Regions from separate parts of the Sus scrofa genome. Here region 1 is linked to region 2. A link is a contact called in public HiChIP or PLAC-seq data. All regions are on one chromosome and are shown on one strand. The core of a region is the stretch at or near the end of the contact, and the rest is flanking DNA. Distances in the headings are between cores, read along the strand shown.

Region 1 (4,790 bases), core at 1,352-3,851, 250 kb before region 2:
GTAGGATTTCTGAAAGGCGAAGGTGATGACTCCTGCTTTTTTGATCCTGCTCCTTCTTGTAATACTCTTTTTCTCAGAGAAATTGGAACTAGTTAAAGGTATAAAACAAGAGGAAAAAAATACATCATGGGAGATGACAATAGAGGAAAGCAATGAATCACTTCAGAAATACTTACCGCTCTCAAAAGGGTTACAATATATATGCTTCTTCAAGCCTACTCACTTTACAATTTTGCTGCTGTGGGCTGAAAATTCTAGCTGAGGAAAATCACTGGGATTTCATATCTTAAAATGCAATCTTGCTGACTGTTGTGATACTGTGTGGGGTTTTATTCAGTTTCTAAATGGCACAGGGTTTGGTCCTTAGTATTTTAGTTTTGCTCTCTGGCATTTGCAGTGTAGAATAGTGATCAATGGGCCTCAGGCATAGTTCTTCAGCCACCTTGAGACCAATAAAATGAACAATCACACTCTGACCCTACACCTTGTTCCCACTCCTTCCAAAATTACTTCTGGTGATTTGTGTTGCCATTTAATCACTTCTTTAATAAAGACATTCAATCCCAGGACTGGACTCTTAGTTCTCTCTCCACAAGGGAAGCAGTACAGAGCGCCCACGTTCAGCTTATACATAATATCTAATATTAACTTTGAGGAAGAAGGATTTGAGTAGCCTTTATACATTAAAATGATGAACTTTATGTTGAACAGATAGGTGACAAGAAAAAGGGTGAAATCAACTTAAAATTATTATTATTTTTCTTAAGACCACACCAGCAGCATAAGGAAGTTTTCAGGCTGGGGGTCGAATTGGAGCTGCCGGCCTATACCACAGCCACAGAAACACTGGATCCAAGCCACATCCTCCACAACGCTGCAGCTCAGAACAATGGATCTTTAGCCCACTGAGCTAGGCCAGGGATTGAACCCACATCCTCATGAATACTAGTCCCCTGCTGAGCCACAGGGCAACTCCAACTCAAAATTATTTAAAGTGTTTTGGGAGAAAGCTGTAACCAGCCACTCTTGTGCTTGCCCAATAACGAAGTATTTGAGGTAATAATGCTAGATGCCTCAGGAGGTACCTGTGGCATTAAGTCTGCCGTTCATCATCTCAGCCTAGGTGCCTACAAAAAGAAACAAATTAACCCAAATATGTTATATGCTTATTTATAACTTGCCTCATTTAAAAAATAAACAATTTGGGGGAGTTCCCGTCGTGGCGCAGTGGTTAACGAATCCGACCAGGAACCATGAGGTTGCGGGTTCGGTCCCTGCCCTTGCTCAGTGGGTTAACGATCCGGCGGCGTTGCCGTGAGCTGTGGTGTAGGTTGCAGACGCGGCTCGGATCCCGCGTTGCTGTGGCTCTGGCGTAGGCCGGTGGCTACAGCTCCGATTCAACCCCTAGCCTGGGAACCTCCATATGCCGCAGGAGCGGCCCAAGAAATAGAAAAAAATAAATTAAAAAAAATAAAAAATAAAAAATGATAAAAAATAAACAATTTGTACTGATTTACAAATAGCTAATGGGTACCTACTATATGAGGCACTGAGCCAGACAACCTAAGGATGTAAACATGAATGAGATAAGATTTTGACCTTCAAATAAAAAGGGAAGCCGTAAATACCAGTTGGGACATTATGCCCTAAGTCCTTTAAAGAACAAGAGGAGGGAGTTCCCGTCGTGGCGCAGTGGTTAACGGATCCGACTAGGTACCATGAGGTTGCGGGTTCGGTCCCTGCTCTTGCTCAGTGGGTAGACGATCCGGCGTTGCTGTGAGCTTGTGGTGTAGGTTGCAGACGCGGCTCGGGTCCCGCGTTGCTGTGGCTCTGGCGTAGGCCGGTGGCTGCAGCTCCGATTCAACCCCTAGCCTGGGAACCTCCATATGCCGCGGGAGCGGCCCAAGAAATAGCAAAAAAAAAAAAAAAAAAAAAAAAAACCAAAAAAACAAGAGGATCTAGAGAAATCCAGAAAAGAGGGGAACCATGTAAATCTTCCCCATAGGGTTTGAAAGGCCCATCATCAACGACAAAAGCCAAAATCGAATACAAAATGGAGCAGTGATCTGTCCTTTTCTATGTCTACCTATTTTTGAAGGTCTTCTTTCCCAACTTGTCGCTGTCCTTCAGCTTACGGCGAAAGGTGGGTGCAGACAGGAATCAACTGTTTGGTAAACAAAGTGGCTAACTGGATTTGCAAACTCCCGTTCCATCCCCTTTCAGCACCTCCAACCCCCTCAAACAAGACTCCGATATCTGTTTCATTGAGTTGACAGCTCGGCTCTAGGCTCTTTACCTCTAGGCTGTAATTAGAAATGTGTCCGTCGGGCACCAGAGCTCAATTCACGCACAAATCCAGGCAACGTCCCAAACATCTTCGCCCGAGGTTGAGACAGAGAAACAGTTTCCTCTTCAACCTTAAACTGGCCCCTAAACTGGTTGCTTCTAGCTAAATGCAAACCCAAGGCAGAGATCAGTTTCTCTCAGTGGTTCGCCGGGATTCTTGGCGCCAAAACAAACCATCAGGTCCGTCCCCTACCGGAACTATATGACACGTAAGACGCGTAATCGACAATCCTCCGCCTCGCTAAATAGTCCCGTCTGAGATAACATAGATACGCACTACTTCACCTCAAAAGACTTTCGGAGAATAGAAAATGAGCCTCAGGGGTGCATCACCCTTCTGTTCGAGTGCAAATGTGGATTTTCTAACCACATTCTCTTCACAGATTCTTCCGCCAGAAATTATATTCGCCGTCTTCACTTCCGGGTCCGCCATTTTGCAGCCTCCATTTCTCCACGAGGGGGGGTTAAAGGCCCCCAAAATATGTATATATGAAAAGGCCAAAAAGTAACCATCATTGACAGGGAGCTTTAACTAGAGAAGGAAACAGGACCAAACTGGCGGGCTCGGCGAAAGCACAGCCGGCAGCGTCCCGGACGAGGAGGTAAGGAGGGAGGAGAGATGTCTGGGCTCTGGGGGGCGTCAGGGCTGGAAGGAAGACTGCCTTGAGAAGTTGCACCGCCTCCTAGCCCAGCCCCGGACCTCTGGGTGCAGACAGAGCGGCGCCCCTTCACTGGAACGGGGTTAGCTGGGGGAAGGGGACGAAGAGGAAGGGGATGCTGCCGGGAGGAAGGGGAGGGGACTAGGAGGAGGTGAAGAAGGGGGTGGGTGTAAGACCTGGGGCTGGGGAGCCGGACCGAGGGAAGGCAAGGCCACAGAGGTGACCACTAGGGGGCAGCGCGGAGCCCGATCCGGGGGTGGCCCTCTAGGCTGAGACCTTGGCTCCCTGCCACAAGTTGACTCTTCCAGAAAGACTGAACATTGCTGAGGCGCTGGGGGAGTTGTGATAGATGAGAAAACGGAGATTCTAATTCTCTGACCCGAGTGTTAGCCTTAAGATTATTAGTGAGCTCAGTAAACTGAGAAATAGCAGCAAGGGCCCCGCCTCCAGTTCTTGCAGGGTTGTTTGTACAGCTGGCGGCCCAGTGGGGACGTGTGCAATAGAAAAAGGAAAAAAGGTTGGCAAATCATGAGTTCTTCGATTTCATTTCTCCTTGCCATTAGCTTTCTCCTATTCTCACAGATTTTTTTTCCTTATTTTTTAGTTTATTGAAGTCTTGTTGCTTATAATATTGTGATAATCTCATAGATTTCCTTGAGTGAGCAGACATCATCCCATTCCTCTCCCTCTTACCAGAAGGACTTTTCTCTCTCAACTCTTTTTGTTTTTAATTTTTAAAATCAAAATGTCATGCGGAAGTTCCCTGGCCAGGGATCGAAGCCACACCACAGCAATGACCCAAGCTGCTGCAGTGACAACGGGGGATCCTTAACCCTCTGTGCCAGAAATATATTCTTTTTCGTGTTATTTTCCGTTATGGTTTATCAGAGGAAATTGATTACAGTTCCCTGTGCTACAGGGTAGGATCCTGCTATTTATCCATTCTGTATATATTAGTCTGCATCTGCTAATCCCAAACTCTCAGTCCTTCTCTCTCCCATCCCTTAGCCCCCTTGGAATCCGCAATTCTGTTCTCTATGTCTGTGAGTCTGTTTTTGTTTTATAAATACGTTTTTTGCTTTTTGGGTTCCCCCCACCCCCTAGCACTCATGGCATGCAATAGTTCCCCAGCTAGGGATCAAACCTGCACTGGCCTGTGCCAAAGCTGCAGCAACACCAGATACTTAAGCTACTGCATCACCAGGGAACTTCTGTAGTTCCTGTTGATTTGTGTCGTATTTTAGATTCTACATACTTGGTAGCATATGGTACTTGTCTTTATCTTTCTGACTTAATTCACCAAGTATGATGATCTCCATCCATTTTGCTGCAAATGGCATTATTTCTGCAAATGGCATCTTTTGGATGACTGAGTAATATTCCATTGTGTGTGTGTGTGCGCTACATTGTTATCCATTCATTTGTTGACGGACATTTAGTTTGTTTCCATGTCTTGGGTTTTGGAAATAGTGCTGCTGTGAACATGCTGGTGCAAACATCTTTTCAAAATTTTTTTTCTTTGGCCACATCTGCAGCTTATGGAAGTTCCTGGGCCAGGGATTGAATCTGAGCTGCAGCTGTGACCTATGCCAAAGTTGCAGCAACACTGGATCCATAACCCACTGCACCACAGCAGGAACTCTCTATCTTTCTGAATTATGGTTTTTTCTGGGTATATGCCCAGGAGTGAGATTGCTGGATCATATAGCAACTCTATTAGTTTTTTTTAGAAATCTCCATACTCTTTTTCGTAGTGGCTGCACCAGTTTACACTCTCACTAAGTG
Region 2 (4,859 bases), core at 1,733-4,232:
TTAGGTCAATATTGAATCAGGCTGAGAACTCTGTTCAGGGCTACAGAGCTGGTATAAACAGATTCCAGCCAGACAGCCCAAGCCAGCTCTGGGAGCCCCTGCTGTAACAGACAAATAGCAAAGCAAGCGACCTGTACGCTCACCTCCTCTAAACTGTTCCTCCTGGCTGCAAGCTCCAAATGCACTTTAACTAGGCTTTCTCTTGTCTCATGCCAGTTACTGAAAGGTCTCTCTCAAATCTTTTCCCCAAATCATAGATTCTCAATTTGCTGCTTTGGATGGTATTCAGTAAACATGTTCTCATGCACTGTGGCTCCAGCTCTGAGAAGGAATAGAAGCAGGGAAACCAGGGGAAATACAATTTCTCTCTGGAGGTGTTTTCAAGGAGTGAAGCTGCTCCTTAAAAGGGAAATCATGAGACTGGACACTGGCTAACAAGGAGGGAGACAAAGGGAGAAGTGGGATGAGGTAGCACGATTACTTTCAAACAGGCCTAGAGGAAGCAGAGCAGAACTTCATGTGCCCTCTTCGCTACTGCAGGCTACAGCATACAAGGGAGCAACTAGTTTCCTAAGTCCCATCTCACTCCAAGGTTTTTTTTTGGTCTTTTTTTGCCATTTTCTTGGGCCGCTTCCGCGGCATGTGGAGGTTCCCAGGCTAGGGGTTGAATCGGCGCTGTAGCCACCGGCCTACGCCAGAGCCACAGCAACGCGGGATCTGAGCCACGTCTGCAACCTACACCACAGCTCACGGCAACGCTGGATCGTTAACCCACTGAGCAAGGGCAAGGACCGAACCCGCAACCTCTTGGTTCCTAGTCGGATTCGTTAACCACTGCGCCACAACGGGAACTCTCACCAAGTCTTCTTTTCTAGCCAGTTTACTCAAAGGGGTTACCCACAAACATACTTTCCACCTACAGAATCTAGAGTAATGGCTCAAGTACAAGAGGAACAGCAGAGGTGATCAGCAACTTAAAGCAGGAAGGCAAAAAATCAAGGCAGATCAAAGAAGCGGGCCTAGAGCTTGTCCTTCAGCTGATTTACTCCCATTGCTGTAGACTAGAAAGGCCCGACAGACCAGAAAGAAGGAAAATTCTCAGAACTAAATCAATATTAATAATTACCGTGTGTCTGAATAATCCAGAATGTTTTGTAAAAAAATACTTAAGTCTAATTTTTCTCCCAACTCACATCCTATTAGCCTGTTTCTGCACTGATGCCTACGGAATGACCCGTTTTCCCAATAAAGGGCACTCTAAAGGTCAAGTGAGGAAGTCACATGTGAACCCAGGAGTCCTAATTCTGATGTATAAGCTCTTTCCATTGTCTCATGTTCCTTTTCCCAGTTGCCACCCTCCTCAACCCCACTCCAGGCCTAAGGTCTTATGGAATCAACCAAAACCATTTTAGTAAAGCAACAGACTGTGAACTGATTCCTCTTAGGAGAGATCTATTCTGTGATCCCTTTAAGACGAGCCTAAAAGTAAATAATCTAATACAAAATTTCTCACAATCTCCTTCAGCGTCCATGCAGGCCTGTTCATCCCTCCCACAAAAATGTAATCTGATAGGAACTTCAAACTTGCTCCATCCTTCTGTCCGAGAAAAGCCTGAGACAGCTGAGGTTCTCCCTCCTCCCAACACATTTTCTTCTTAGTTCAAGGTTAAGCTGATCCTGCAATCAGTGGTATGCAAAGGTAAAGAGTATGACAGAGGACACATAAAGACCACAGGGAAAGCAGAATCAAGTGTCACAAGGATCAGCAAAACCCTTGAAACTCAAGAGAGGTGTCAAACTTATAAATCCTCAATGGGAAGGGGCACTGTCAGATCTTTCTTCTACAGGAATAAACCTCCGAGGTTGGGGTATTGAGTAAGGGGAGAGGGAAGCTAAAGAAAGTTACAGGAATCATAAAGCGCTCCAGAGAAGAGTAAGGATTAAGGTCAAAGTAGAATGTAAATGGTGCTTTGGGAATGATGATGAGCGCCTGAGATCCCTTAAGGAAAAGGGAAGAGACAAATCTTGGAAGCCAGGAACTGGGTGGGTGGGTGGCAATGAGGTAATGGAATAAGAAGTAGCAGAAGAAGAGAGGGCTACAATCTTTAGCTCAGGGAAACGGGAACCCAGCGCCTGGGTTGCAGGGACATCGGAGTAAAGGGGCAAAACGGGAAAAGGGCTAAAGGCGGAGCCCATAAGAAAGATTCGGGGCTGGAGGACAGACAACGAGGAAAGACAAGCAAGGATGGACGATATAAAAGGCATCGTGATGTGGGAAGGGCTGACGACTTAAGAGAAAATAATTCGGGACGGAGGCGACAGGGATAAGAGTGAGGGAGGGGGGAATCCCCGGGGCAGAGGGAGGAGCTAAACAGAAGAGGAAGCCAAAAAGCAGAGGAGGACCCCAGGCTTGGGAAAAAAAGGTGGAAAAGGAACCTGGGTGCAGCAGCCATCAGCAGGGCAGTTTTGTGGCCGAACCGAGGTGTGGGGGCGGGGGAGGCTGTGCGGGACAGGGTGGGAGAGAGACCCTTCCACACACAGGGCAAGGGGCACTCACGGGGTAGGAGTCGCTTACCTCCGGGGGACCCCCGCGGAGGGGGTGCGGGCGGTCGGGGTCGGACTGCCGACACCGCCGCCTCAGCAGCAGCGTCCGCTCCCGGGTTCCATTGGCCGCCTGCGCTTCCCTGACAGCGGCCGCGGCGGCTGCACCAGGCCCCGGCTGCCGGGCTGCCCTCGGCGCCGCCTGAGGGGGCCTTCGCAATGCCTTGCGTTCGACCGGGCCTCACAACCTTTTTTTCCTCCTTCGCACAACCAAGACCAAAGAAAAAAATCCCAGCAGATCTTGCTTCTTCTTCTGAGTTCAGGCCCTTCTTGGGCTATGCTTTCCTGCTTCTCTGAGGCTCAGGACCCTACCGAACCCATAGTAATCTAAGGTGTCGAGTGAGCTGTCTGGAACACGCCTGTTCAGAAATAGAGAAGGGGGCGGGGAAGAGATATTTGGAAGCTGGGGAGGGAGGAGCGGCCGTAGGGAGGAGCTTATGGGCGGGAGGAGGGGCCAGTCTTTGGGAGGCGGACCTGAGATGCAGCTTCTGCGAAGCTAAGGAAGCCGAAAGGGAAGTAAAATTTGCAGGATAAGGGGCAGAGGCTCCCGGCCTAGAGCAGGAGGAGGGTCGGCGTGCGTGGATACGGTCTTAGAGAAGTACATACTTCTGTGAGCACACTCCAGTAAGCACAGGAACATGCAAATTATATGTAAATGACCCCATTCAAGTCAGCAACCAAGTTACCGTAATTGCAATCAGTGCCTCTCTCCCCTCCACTATTTCACACAACTCCCTTAGTAAATCAGGTCGGGAGATGGACGCTTGGGGTCCAGCTGGATAGCAGAAAGAAAAAGGGCCGGCGGGGAATATAGTCACCCTCACTATCCTTTTCCTACTCATCTTAAGGACGACGTTAAGATTACGCCCCTTATTACTTGAGAAATGGCGCGGTCCAACCGCGTCAATCTTTCGCCGTTAGGGGCGCGACTCGAGGCCACGGTTCTGCCCTCGAGGTCACCACCTACCTGCCTGGGCAGCCTTTGGCCTCAGGAGGCCTCCGGCTTGCGGACCTCGATCCATCCAGGAGGGGCTGGACAAGCCCAGGTTGGGAGAGGTGAGTGAAGTGACAATAGCTTGGAGGGCATCATCACTGCTTTCAAAACCAAACCGTAGAAAACTAAACAAATAAGCAAAAATGCGCCCCGCTAATGGCCTTCTGGTGTTAATTTTGTGTGTTTGTCAGTTAGCCTATTGAGTGAGAGCCTTTACTGTCAGAATCTCTATCCCAACCCTCATTGGGCCTTATTTAATACTCTACATTAAGGCTAGTTGTTTGAGCCCAGATCCTGGATACCAGCTTCTCTGCCACTTAAGGGCTGTTTGATTAGGAATGACTTTTTTAACCTCTGTGAATTTCCGTTTCTATGTCTGCGGAGTGGACCCAGGAATATTAAGACTTTACAGGCTTTTGTGAGGATTAAAAGAAAGTACAGATTATTACTATCCATATTACTATTTTGGGGACAATAATATAGATGATAGATGATGAGAGAAAAGAGGGTCACTGCTTCAGTGTTTGGAAGGCAGAATAAAGAGTAACAGCCTGAAAATACCTATGTAAAACGTGCAGTATGTACAAAAGTAGAATAAATGGGGTAACTGATTGCTGAAAGAACATGTGGTTAATTAACATAGAAGGCCACTCAGTAGACGATGAATGAATGGAAGGCTTCTCAAAAATATCGTGAGATACTGGAAATGACCCAGCTGAGCAAAAAAGAGGAGAGAGCATTCTGAAGGGAATTTGCTTATATCATGAGAGAGCAAGCTGATAAGCTAGGTTAAAGCAGGAGTAATGAAAGATGACCAGAGAAAGAGGCCAAGAGTGCCAAAGATAGTTTAAATTTGTCACCACTGGTCCAGAGTGGGGAATCACCAGTCCATCTGTCAGCCCCAGCAGCCTTGGCCAGCTCCCAATCAGCTGCCAGGCAAGCATAGAGAGGTGATGACCCTGATTCATCCCCTCAAAGGATAGGAATCTTGAAAGCTATAAGAGGAGCCTTTCGAGAAACACTGTAAAAAGTAGTTCCCATTGTGGCACAGCAGATACGAATCCGACTAGTATCCATGAGGATGTGGCTATGCTCAGTGGATCTGGGATCTATAATCTATCGTTGCTGTGGCTGTGGTGTAGGCTGGCAGCTGTAGCTCTGATTCGCCCTCTAGCCTGGGAACCTCCATATGCCGTGGGTGTGACCCTTAAAAGTAAAAGAAAAAAAAAAAAAAAGGAAAAAGAGGTGTGACAGCCTTATTTTT

What was found. HiChIP or PLAC-seq counts read pairs in DNA pulled down with a chosen protein or histone mark.
Region 1: a contact with region 2 is called in an H3K27ac HiChIP or PLAC-seq map of alveolar macrophages. The contact joins the promoter of GABPB2 here to the promoter of PI4KB in region 2. A contact is called at or near these places in 1 of 5 promoter capture datasets (liver), 1 of 47 Hi-C or Micro-C datasets (heart right ventricle) and 1 of 2 datasets of contacts at active chromatin or transcription factors (alveolar macrophages).

Annotation. Positions count from the first base shown.
Region 1 is chr4:98,161,766-98,166,555 of Sscrofa11.1, reverse strand. It overlaps GABPB2 (GA-binding protein subunit beta-2), which reads left to right and starts at 2,601. Exons shown (of 9, transcript XM_005663482.3): 1 at 2,601-2,948. It overlaps MLLT11 (myeloid/lymphoid or mixed-lineage leukemia; translocated to, 11), which reads left to right. Exons shown (of 2, transcript NM_001244607.1): 2 at 1-566.
Region 2 is chr4:97,916,358-97,921,216 of Sscrofa11.1, reverse strand. It overlaps PI4KB (phosphatidylinositol 4-kinase beta), which reads right to left and starts at 2,982. Exons shown (of 11, transcript XR_002343442.1): 1 at 2,576-2,982.